2 separate regions of the Anas platyrhynchos genome follow, and region 2 is linked to region 1. A link is a contact called in public Hi-C data. All regions are on one chromosome and are shown on one strand. Each heading gives the region's core, a stretch centred on a gene start, on an enhancer-like site or on the middle of the called end of the contact. The rest is flanking DNA. Distances are from core to core; before and after follow the strand shown. Region 1 overlaps MAML3 (mastermind like transcriptional coactivator 3). Region 2 holds the start of MGST2 (microsomal glutathione S-transferase 2).

Region 1 (5,864 bases), core at 2,399-4,898:
TTAATTTCTCCTTTCTTATGTTTTGAGAACTTGTGATCTTTGTTTTACTGCTCCCACACTGCTCATCCTGTTTTTCTCCAGCTCCTACCTTATTTTGGAACAGCGAGGCCTTCTGCTGTCCGCTTATCTACTGAGCATTTCTCCTTATTGTGACTACACAACTACCTTGGGATACAGAAAAGTGATTCTCTCCTGCAAAAACACAACTGTTTCTCACAGTAGGTTCAGGCATGGCAGCGCTTTCTTGCTAGCAGGGAGAGGAGAAGGCTGCCACCACTTTCCTGATGAGTCAGGGAAATCCACTCCGCCTGCAGTGGTGAGTGCTTCGTGTATGGTTATTGCGGTTCGGAGCTCGGGGTCTGGCAGTACCAGGCAGCTTTGGGTTTGGCAAAAAAAAAAAGAACAAACAAAAAAGTGACTTCTGTCCCCAGACGTATCGAGACCACGGACAGTCTCCTGCAAATCCTTGCTGCAGCCACCAGGACCCAGGACATTCAGGGGCGGTTCTCGGCTTGGTGTTGGTGTCTTCCACCTGGCCTTGAAAAAAGTCACTCTGGGGCAGCTGTGCGTTGTGAAGCTGGGCCCTTAATGTAATTCTGAAATATGCTAATTGCCAGGCTTTTGTTTTCATTTGACAGTTTTGAAAAGCTTAGAAGAAAGGAGGAAAAATAAAAGAGCATTGTAAATAGCCCTAGGAAAAACCTCAACCTGCTGCCCATGTAATTTCCTTTATAAACAAACTCTCATACTAGGGGCGGCTTTATCACCCAGCAGATTTGTGCACCATTCTGCATGCCTGATACCTAGTCGATTTTCCATCTTTTCTCCAGCGTGCCTGCTCATTGTTGAAGTTGTTACTAAGGTTACTGCCGCTGTTATTAAATAAGGAAGAAGTGCTTGCTTATCCCAAAGCTTGTATATATTTCTCTACTATCTGTGTGTCTAATTAAGCATAGTTTTTCTCTCTCTCCAGACTGTGCTTAGACCATCATGGTTATAAGGCTGCTATTTATCTGTAATTTAAACTCCCGGTCCCTCCTGCTACCTCTCCCTTTATCTCTGCCTCTTTTAAATAGTCCAGAAGTGATTAAGCATGTAGATAACGAAGCAAGAACTTGGACCTGCACAACTTTTTTTCTCCCTTGGCATTGCAAGAAAATAAGCGTCTTTCCAAGAGTGCATGTAATACCATAATTACAGGCCAAACTACGAAGATTTCATTTTTTTTTTCTTAGAGTTTGGTGGGACAAAACTTAAGCCTTTGGAAATGAAACTGGAGGAAGGACTTGACACCACACAGACAGAAATCTTAATTAAACACAGATGTCAACAGCAGCAACATGTAATTAGTGCCCTAATTGTGACTGGGCACGTCATCTTGGTGGCTTGGGGAGGATCCAGATGCAGGCATCTGACTGTGGATGCCTCCCTTTGAGCTAGCTACCGGGGCTGCCTTTAAGGTCGGTGAAAAGAAAGACACTTCTAGAGCATGGCTTATGTCACTGCTACCCCAGCTGGGCATAGAGGATATGAATCGTGGCCTTAAGACTCCAAGGAATCAACTCGTTCTTGCTTGCAGCTTTCTTATGGTGCCTACAGGAGTCTGGGGGCTCTTGCTGTCATGGTTGTAGTATGTTTGTTTGTTTGTGCTTTGAGGAAATGCAAGACATTTTATATTCCCATTGGCTGGGCACAGAATTGGAGAGATTTTAATTGAGTTTTAGGCATGCTGCTGAGTTCATACACAACTTCAGGCAAGCTCCCTGCTCTCTGAAGTCAAATGCAGAGGTTTAATCTGGGTTTACATCTGAATGGCAGACACCATTTAAGTGCTAAGTGATGGTTTGCATTTCTTTAGGCATACAAATGATTTTTTTTTCTATTTTAGATTTAGCCCAGCTCAGTTCTTCTCTGAGACCCAACTCCACTTAATCCTGGTAGTAGCCCAAGAGCACTTTATCAGCAGACTAAGGAACTGGAAGTGCCCTGGTCCGAGGTGGCTCGTCACTGCTAGGCCAGAAGAAAAAGTTGGGAATGCAAAGTCTTTTCAGAAGGAAAAATAAGATGAGAGGAAGCCCAGTGGGTGAATGCACAGCTGGTTTATGGTGCATTTCTGTGGCTTATCTAACAACAAACTATAATGCCTTGTGCTTCAGACCTCTGAGGGGTTTAGTAAAGAACCGTGGTGCTCTCTGTGACTCAGCCTTGGATCTTGTTTACCTAGAGCATCTAACAATAGAAAATGTTCCTTTGTCTTTGTTTATTTGACACTTTTAGAGACACAAGCTCTCAGAGGTGAACAGGGCTTGAAATCCAACTTTTGTTTGGATTAACTGCTAATAAGTGCTTAGTACCCATGGATGGCTGTGACACAAGACCATAAGAATGTCATGGCAGCAACTGCATGCACATGTGTGCACGTGTGGAGAATACAGAGATTATTTTTCTCAGCCATCCGATGGAAAAGGTTAAAAAAATACGTGTTGTGCACAATGGCCATTGCTCCAACTGAGTTCAGCTCCAGAGCAGCGAGCAGCTTGGGGAATTGCCCTGCAGGCAGGCTGCTGTGCTTAGGGATGCTGTGTTGCTTTAGACAGCTGCGAGTAGAACTGAGCACCTATATGTATAGACGTCCCTGTATGGCTTAAGAAGGTAGAAATGTGGTTTCCCCTCAGTAATAGCTAACATTTTTTCAGAAACGTTCAGTGATGAGCTACCCTGGCGATGCGGTACTTGCAAAACTTCACAGAGCAGCTTTAGGAGGAGGGCAGAGCAGCAAACGCGAGACTCCTGTTCACAAGCCTGGCTCCCGCTGAGGTGCTCAACATCAAGCAGCAGGTCACATCCAGCCTGTGGGCTCTTCCCCGCCTGTCAGAGTAGTTTATTCAGATTGGGCACAGGCACCTTTCTTCTTGATGTCCTTCAGACATCAACAGAGAAGCGTGCTCTAGGCCAGATGATTTCACAGGCGCTGCTGGCATTTGCTGCAGGCAGCTGCCTTTTCCGGATGCCTCACAGCCCGTTCCCCAACACCGGTCAGGTGCCACCACATCTGTGCCCACGCTGGGCATCATTATCACGTGGCAAGCCAATGTGCATTCATGCTGCTGAGGAAGCTGCTGGGGGCACTGGGAGACGTGGTCCACACCGCTCACTGTATGGGCATGAACAGCCAGGAGCAAACACTGAGTCACTTGGGCAGATTTCCTGCAGCTGCTCTCTTCCCTAGGTGCTCCAGGTGTGTGCAGGGAGAGGAGAGAGACACCACGTTGTGAAAGAACGCATCCTTTTCAGCATCTGCCCTTTGGGAAGCACAAAGCCAGTGCATTTATGCAAATCAACAGCACTGTGCACGTATTTTCAGCCTAGGAAGGGGATGGGATTTATACTGGGGTGAAGATGGCTGTTACAGAGGAAATAAGGAAGATAAGACCCAAGCAAAGGTCTCAGATGGCATTGTTGGTTGCATAAATTGTTCTTTATATTTTAGATTGCTTAGGGTGCACAAGGAGAAGCATGCGCTTAAATGCTTCGCTGAATCAGAGCCTTGATTTGTTTAAAATCTCTTTTCTTCTTCTTTATACTTCTTCAGCAGACGTAAATGGTGCATTTGCAGTTCACCCCGCACAGCAGGTCCAGCCTTGGGAGTCTGTGACTGATAATCGCCGGGATCTGGGAGACCAGACGAGTACTTTTCCATTAGTTGTTGTTGCGTGCCTTTGTGAGACTCAAGGTCAGCTGGAGGTGAAGGCATTGAGGCAACAAAGAAGTAAAGTTTGTGTGGTTTGCTTGGCCATATTTAGGGCAAAACTGCTATTCACTTTTTTTTTCTGGCCTTTAGCCCGTGGCAAATAGCTCTCAAACAGTGCTCAGAATAATTCAGAACGTGTCTAGGGCATCTTGTGCAATCCTCTGACTCCTTTAGTCTTCACAGGTCTTCAAGGATCCTGCAAATTTTTTTACAGTGCTGGCTATAACTTGTACTGAAAGGAAAAGGGAACGTAAAGAAGATTTGTTTCATCAGAGTTAGTGTCCGGCTCTGAAGAAATTTTGGTGCAGAAGAAATAATCTTACCAACTGGACCCTCAGCTCCCAGTGAACTTCACGGGAGCTGAGGGCTTCAGAGCATTGCACGAGTGGGCTATGTAAGACCCCAAAGGTTTTATAAAGGAGTCTTACAAAGCTGCTGCGTGCAGTCTTCTAAATAGATATGCAAAGGCAAGGCAAACAGGCTGGTCTAGCATTACTCTTTCCTAGAGATGGATCGAGCTGGGTGTACTGATGAGGGAAGTGTTGGCGTGAAGGGAAAAAGAAGAAATCCATTTTGGATTTTTCCAACGCCCAGTTTGTTGTTGTTGTTTAATGGCCTATACCTTAGCACACGTCTGCTTTCAGGCCCATCTGTCCCATGTTTCTTCTTTTTCTTTCTTTCTTTTTCCTGAAGGACATGGCTCAGGAGCATAATGAGAATTAGGACTTGGAAGAATTGTGGTATTACCTCATCAGCATGCCAGAGATTTTCCCCCTTGCCCCCATCATGGCTGGATCTCCTTTGCAAGGCCTACTGCCCTGTTAACTTCTTTAACCTGTACATAGGTAACCTACAGTCCTTAAAAGTATTTCTCCTCACAAAGAAGTCATCAGGTCACCTATGTCCTCAGACAAGCTGCACAGGCCAGGCACAGGGGACGGCTGGGGAAGAGGAGACAGGCTTGTGGAGAGAAATTCTGGGATAAATTAGCCACTTTGTTTGCAGCATAGTATCTAACTTGGCCTGTTGTTGATTCACAGGATTTTCTTTTATATGTGATGGTTGTGGAAATCTGTTAGTTGTGATCCTAATGCATTTTCCACTGGAAGATTTTTTTTTACAGTGGTGGAACCCAAAAAGGGGTTGACTAACATGTGGGCTTGAACAGGTACAGTCTGTAGACTACTTGGCATTCATTCCCATTCTTTGCTGATGGTATCGAACATTTTGCTTAGAAAACCATGAATTGAACTTAGTGGTGTGGAAGAATCCCTGCAATTACTTATCCCGCGTTGTTTTGAGGAACCCCCGATGCTCCTTCATGCAACTACGGCATAAGTAACCATGTGGAGGTGAGGTGGTGCTTGTTGGGAGTTAACATAGCAGCAAAATGAATGGGAGACAACTGCACGGGGCGAGTTCAGCCTTCTGGTAGCTTGCTGAGAGTCTTCTGCACATCATACGCTAGACTGGCTTCTGCAATGAAGGAGGTTGAATAGGAGCTCACGGTCCTCAGAAACCAACAGGGTGATAGGAGGAGTGGTGGCGTGCCTCCCTCCACCATCCCGCATCTCTTCTGTTTGCTTCCTCGGCATTTCGCTGCGAATATTCTTGATAAGTGTATTATGCATGTAGATTGCACCATGGTGGTACTTTGCATGCAACTGGAAGGTAAATTGCTTGCTCTAAACATAGAAGGGGCTCTTTCCTCACAGTGCCTAGACAAGATTTCAGTCTCTTGATGCTGAAGTCATAATCAGAGTTCGTATCTACCACTGCCATTTAATGACAAATGGAAGCAGAGGCAGGGGCAGAGAGCTGCTGCTCCTTCACAGAGCACGGCAATGGTTTTCTGTCCCGAATGCCCCTTCACTTGGCAGGCAGGGTGGCACAAGCACCCTGCACTAGCTTGCCAGGACTTGTGCCCATCCCAGGATGATTCAGGGCAAGATTTTCCCCAGGAGACAGTTTGTAGTGTCGCATAGCAGGTTAAAGAACTAGTGAGTAGGGAATGAGCAGCCGTGGTGCAAAACCAAGCACGTGCAACGCTGCTGGTTGTGCTGCTTTGCTGCTGCTCAGTTTAAAACATGAGCTTCCTGCGTTTCTTTTGTAC
Region 2 (5,864 bases), core at 1,288-3,787, 90 kb after region 1:
CTGCCCTTGGTGTTGGCTGCTCAGCAAGGAGCTTGTCTGGGGGGCAGAGATCACACGTGGGAGCGAGGGGAGGGTGGGTTCTCATGTGCCAGTGAAAACCAAGCTGGGGGACCAGAGGCATGCCTGTCACCTGAGAAGAAAAGGTGAACCCCATGTGCGGAACAGGGCAGGTGCCAGCCAGGGACTTAAAAAAGAGCTGAGGGGACAAATTGTTGCTGTATTTCTTGTTCACTGAATGCAGCCTGCCTTTCAGTTCCATCCCGGTGAAAAGAAAACAGCGATGTAGCCCCAAGCGTGAGTTCTGTGGTTGTTTTAACAAGGGCTGAAATAAATAATAAAGCAATGGGACAGCTCTGCTGCCTGCCCACTGGAGCTGCTGTTGTGAGCACGCCAGAAAGCATTGCAGCAGGAGGAAGTAAAGATTTCCCCAGCCTTTTCCTTCCCCTCTATCGACGTGTTCAGTTCTAGCTGGCTAAATGACATGGCTGTGGTAGTTACAAAGCATATGCAACTGGCCTTTGCTGGCCTTTTTTTTGTTTTCATTTTCAGGTGGCATTTACGGTTACTGTGTTAATATCTTTACACCGAAAATGCAGGACGAATCAGGCTTTCAAGGAACGTTACTCAAATATTTTGTGTTCAAGCCTGTAGAGAGGCTGATACTTTTATCATGGTGTACGATAGTGCATGCTAATTTGCAACTTAAATAAATCTTTGAATAACTCATGGTTCTGAGACACAAAACCTTGTCTTTCTGTATCTCTGACGATGATTAAGTGAAACCTTCCTTGCTCAGGACCAGAGGCTCAGCAGAAGAAACGGAGGAGCAACCAGCGCACTAAGCGCTGTCTGTGTTGCATTTTGTTTGCAGCAATTGGTCACGCTCCGCAATGCATCCCATCCATTACACAAGCTGGTTATAGCACATGCTTGCACTACCAGCTTCACAGCGTTCACCTGAACTCACGATAGTTGATTGGTGTTGGTTTATCCATGCTAAAAGTAAACCGCGCTGTGATTTAAATCAGATTAACAGATCAGGTTCTTACAAAGGTTTCTCTCTGGGCTTGATGTTGGACTGCCCAATGCGTAAATCAAAATCCAGGTGATCCTAGCTTTTCAGTGAGTTTTAACTAGAGTAACTAATATGAACTAAACATCACAAGAAAGAACATTTTCTTCCTCCCTTTCCCCTTTTGGTATCTGCACGTTTCACTGTGTTTTCAAAATGCACTGGGTTTCCAGATAATGTGTGTTTTTGTTTTTAACTCCTAACGCTTCTATGTTAAAAGTTAAGGCAGACAAGTTGAGCTTTCACAGAAGTTGATGGTAGATATTGCCAGCAGCCAGAAATAGCAATGTTTTGTGCAGATCACAAGAGTGTGTTGCAGCTGATCTGATGACAGAAAAAGAATGCAAATTTAAAGTGCTTTCTGTTGTGTTGGACCTTTTTTTTTTTTTTTTTAAACCTAGAAGGGGTCATGTTCTCAGGCTATTTTTTTTCCTGCTAGGTGCAAGTGTTACTTCAGCAGCTGAAGCTTTCAGAACAAACAATCACATTGCATTCGTTAAGTTGCAGTGCTATAGGTACTTGGAAAAAAGATGAAGCAATTACTTTTAACTTGCTCTTAATCGCATCCTAGTATACTGCAAATGCCTTCAGAGATCATCGTGATTCCTGATGTGAACACAACTATATGAATCAACGTATATAGAAGAAATTAATTACAAGAAGTAAAAATGCTACCATAGCTACGTGAGAGATGCCCATCAAAATGAGCACTGCAGATTTGCCCGCTTCTTTCCTGGTCCTTGATTCTCGAGGTATATCAGCAGGGGACAAAACTTTTCTTTAAGGTCCAAATAGACTTGTAATGAGGAGGATGTACTGCAGAACACCTCCTATTCTTGCTGCCTGGCGTAAAGGTTTGTTTTCCTCTTCCCTTTCCGATACTTAGCGTGTGTCTGGCTATTCCAGGCAACAGTTTGTGCAGTGCTTTCAGTCCAGCACTGGTGTACTTGATTTGACAAATTTACTCTCACTTTTTGAGGTTTTGGGTTGCGTAGCTGCCTAAATAAGAATTGAAACCAAGACACAACATGGCTGTTGGGTAACTTCACAGCTAGTTGCGAGCTCTCACAGTAGCACGATTCCAAAGAGTCAGCAAACAAAACAGAACTGAAAATAAATTGAAAATAAATTACTTTTCCCCACGGGGAAAAGTAATCTGTGCCACGGAGCCAACTCCCTCTCGGGCTACAGAGAAGGCAAACAGTGCCCCAGCGAGAAGCGACTTAGGAGGCACCAGGAATTAAAGTTACAGGACAACCAGTTTGTCACCACAAAACATCCAGAATCGGTGGAAACCTCCCCGAGCCCCAGCCCTGCAGCCCCGCAGATCTTACTTTGCTGGAAGGCAGAGAGGAGGGAGACAGCGGCCAGCAAGGTGAAGTCCCCCATGGTTCTGGCCGCTTCCGTGTGCGAGCAGGGTGTGTGTAGGGGAGGGAGCTCGAGTGAGCTCAACTGAGCAATAAGGAGCAACAACAGGTGGGGAATTGCAGTGCTTCTCGGCACCACAACAAAGGAAACAAAATAGCCCGGCTTTTTAAAATGAGTGCAAAATTACAGCCATTTTTCTGCCATGGAAAAAGTTGAAATGCAGCCAGGCGGCTCTGCCTGCCTCTTGCCTGCGTGAAGGCACAGCGAGAACAAAACCAGCCCTGCCTGCCTCTGTGGCTTCAGCTGCTCTTTTAAGTCTCAGACTTCAGTCGTAATCTCGTTGGGGGCGCAGACTTTGTTCCCTGTTTGTACAGGGTCTCGTACAGTGAGGTCTGCATCCATCCCCGGTGGTGCTGCCCTAAAGGAGCAGGTGCAGGAGCTGTGGCGGGGGAGCGCAGCTTTGTGCTGTCCCTACCCTTGATTTACGGTTTTGCTGAATGTGTTCAACTTGGGCTCTTGTGGGCGACACAACAGCTGCTTACAAACAGTCACTGCGCAGGAGGAAATCGCTCAGGGTAGTTCACAGGGTAAAACAACTGAGAGAGAAAAATCTCCCCTTGTTTTATTGTCTGGAGTGTGTTTCCCGGAGTTTATGCCTGGGACTAAAATGAGGAGGGATTCTCTCAAGGATTTTTTTTATCAGCTAGCCTTAGCTAACAGGACACTTAATGTTGTTAGCCTTTACGATCCCATGAGTCCTCCAGAACAAAACCTGTGTAATTTTTTTTGTGCAATTCCAGGATTATCTGCCTGCATTGTCTCCAACTGATATTACGATGGGGTATTTCCTCGTCTTTAGTCACGTATATTAATTTTGAAGGCAAAAGTAAAACTTTAAATCATTTTTTTCATTGTGAAAATTGTCACGGTAAAATCTGTTGGGTGTTAATTCAGTATATTGTTCTTTCTAAAGATTAGAACAGTAGATATGCTTTAATAACAGCAGCTGGGTGTTTGTACTTTGTAACTCTTTAACTGCTGATTTATGCACTTTATTTACTGTTATTGTAGTAAGGGGCTGGCCTTCTGATAAGACAGCTCTGCTTCTAGGGGCTGGCTCAGGAGTGATCAAAGCATCAACACCCTGCTGATATGGGGGAGAACACGATATGGGATGGAAAACAGTAACACAGGGCTGGCAACTGGAAAGTCTGAAAGGTCAGTTTGGAAACTTAAGCCCATAAGAGTTAAGCATTTTAAGGCTAGCTGATGCTGAAGTCATGTTTGCTTTCCAACTTCATTCAAAGTATGTGAATTTCAAAATGGCAATGACACATTAAGTCCACCGAAGTTTGATTTAAAGGTAGGCAGGAATATAATCTAGGACAGGGATTGAACCCACAAAATTTTTATAAATTACATGGCCATTATGGCAGAGATAGGGTACACTTAAAACCATTTTCAATTTCTGCTGGTAGCAGGGAGTTTGTAGTTGCCTATAGACTTGTATTTCCATTGGTCATACATGGTCCACAGACAATTTTGTTATAGAGTTATGCTTTCTCCCCGTAAAACTCAGTAACAGAAAATGGGATCACACACAAAATAAGGCTTTTAGGCTGGGTCCACTTCTGACTGTGCAAATACAGTAGCATCTCAGATGCCCAGAGCTTTTACAATGTGTGTAAGCCCCAATACATAAATAGGTGGCAGGATCAACCAGGAGGTTTCTTCAGTTATGTCAGGACATTTTGGCAGCTTGTCTGTGGCTGATTCCTCAGCTTGCTCTTGAGGAATGTCATTTAATTTTGTATTTCTGCTGCTTGCATGTATTTGATATGTGCTTTGCTTATCTCTGCTGTTGTAAATGCACACGGCTTCTCCAGCTGTCTAAAGCCAAATAGCAAGAAGAGAGGCTCTGAACAGTGAAATTAGAAATACTGGTGGGATCTTATCACGCTTAGGTGGTGTCGTCCTGTACCATGCTTCCCCTGTGTGCTCCACAGGGACAAATGGGTCTCTCCCAATGCAGTTTCCAGCAGTGGAAACTGAGCCATTGGGTAGGGAAGGGACTGGCAAATCTCACGGAGCAGCTGCACCAGACCTGGGAGTCTGCGTAGCCACAGGATTTAGGGGAAATTCTTGCTGACCTGTGCTTCCCTGGCAGACCTCCGCAAGAAGGCTGGCTCTCCTGCCTGTAGGGAAGCTGCTGTTGACCCAGCAATGAAGGCAGATCCCAGCAGGGTGGCAGAGCTGCTGTCACAAGAGAGCAGATGGTTGGGGTAGTGAGACCAAAAGCATTTTAAGCATGAAACCAGGCTGATCAAATAAGTTCTTTTAATGGAGTTACACTGTCAAAGCTGCTCAGTTTTTGTCTCTGGAAGAGCTGAAAAGAGCTTTGCAAAGGGCAGGATTCAGTCTATGCTGGGGGTGTAACTTCTTAAAGGCCAGTCCCAACTGGCAGTGCAGCATCTTTTATTTTTAAACACCTCTAGGAGACAGGCTCTGAAGAATAGAGGCTCCTGGCTGGAAGGGAAAGTATCTGAACTCTCATATATTTCACTGGAAACATTTATAGGGTAAATCAACACTATTACAATGTATGAGGCTAGCTCATGTGTCAAAAGCAGTTTAGCTACAGCAGTAACAGGAGTGAGCTCTAGGGTTTATTAATTTCCTCTATCTTAAAACAATATATAATGAAGAATGTGGGTCTGCGTGGCGTTGGGCCATACTCAGCCTTTAAAATTATCAGAACTATGAAACAGGTGAAAGAGGAAGAAAATACTTTTATTCCTTCAATATCCCTCCTGCTACCCCCTAAATACTAGTTTGTCACCCTTGTCTGCCACTGTCATATTTATACTTCACTTTGGCCCTCAGAGGAGGGATGAACAGTCTGTTTTAAGGTCTGATTATTCAGAGTCCCCTGCTTTGCAGATGTTTTACCAAACAATAAAACAGATCCTGTTTCCATCCCATCCTCTGAATGTCAGTGCAATGAGCTCAGACTATTTTTGGTGGTGGTGGCAGAGCAGATTTAAAAGGATTAAATAAAGTAGTAGCCAAAGGTTTGGAGTCTTCCCCACTATGCACCTTTTGCAGCTTTATGTCACCTGCACCAGCACAAGTCAGGGAAGGACTGGTTCATGGTGTTCTTGTCTGGCTGTACAAAAGACAGATGTGCTTTAACACCCATCATTGTTCATCTGTATTGCTATATGCACATAAATTATTGCATGCCCACAGGCCTCTCACATTTCTTTGAAGCCTTTGGGTATCATTAATTTATTATTTTTTTTTTACTTTGGATGCTACAGGAACATATCTGGGGTGCAATTCTGGATTGGGATAGAGCAGAGTATATATTTTACATGTATTTATGAAACAAACTCTGCCAATCTTGCAATATATCCAATTGTAA

Evidence for each region. A called contact is a pair of places that touch in the nucleus more often than the background predicts.
Region 2: a Hi-C map of small yellow follicle shows a contact between it and region 1, with 2.4 times the contacts expected there. The contact joins the promoter of MGST2 here to the enhancer-like site in region 1. A contact is called at or near these places in 2 of 8 Hi-C or Micro-C datasets (F5 follicle and small yellow follicle).

Annotation. Positions count from the first base shown.
Region 1 is chr4:39,982,898-39,988,761 of IASCAAS_PekinDuck_T2T, forward strand. All of the region lies in intron 2 of MAML3 (mastermind like transcriptional coactivator 3), which reads left to right. Among named protein-coding and RNA genes, the nearest start is that of MGST2, 90 kb to the right of the region's middle. Within about 2 kb of position 3,649, at least 4 of the 8 cell types and tissues checked have an H3K27ac peak or open chromatin away from gene starts, as enhancers often do. A contact at or near this core is called in F5 follicle and small yellow follicle, where this site is marked.
Region 2 is chr4:40,073,560-40,079,423 of IASCAAS_PekinDuck_T2T, forward strand. MGST2 (microsomal glutathione S-transferase 2) reads right to left here and starts at 2,538. Exons shown (of 5, transcript XM_005022410.6): 1 at 2,407-2,538. The coding sequence starts at 2,461. It overlaps LOC119716918 (a long non-coding RNA gene), which reads left to right. Exons shown (of 7, transcript XR_011808671.1): 4 at 1,512-5,864.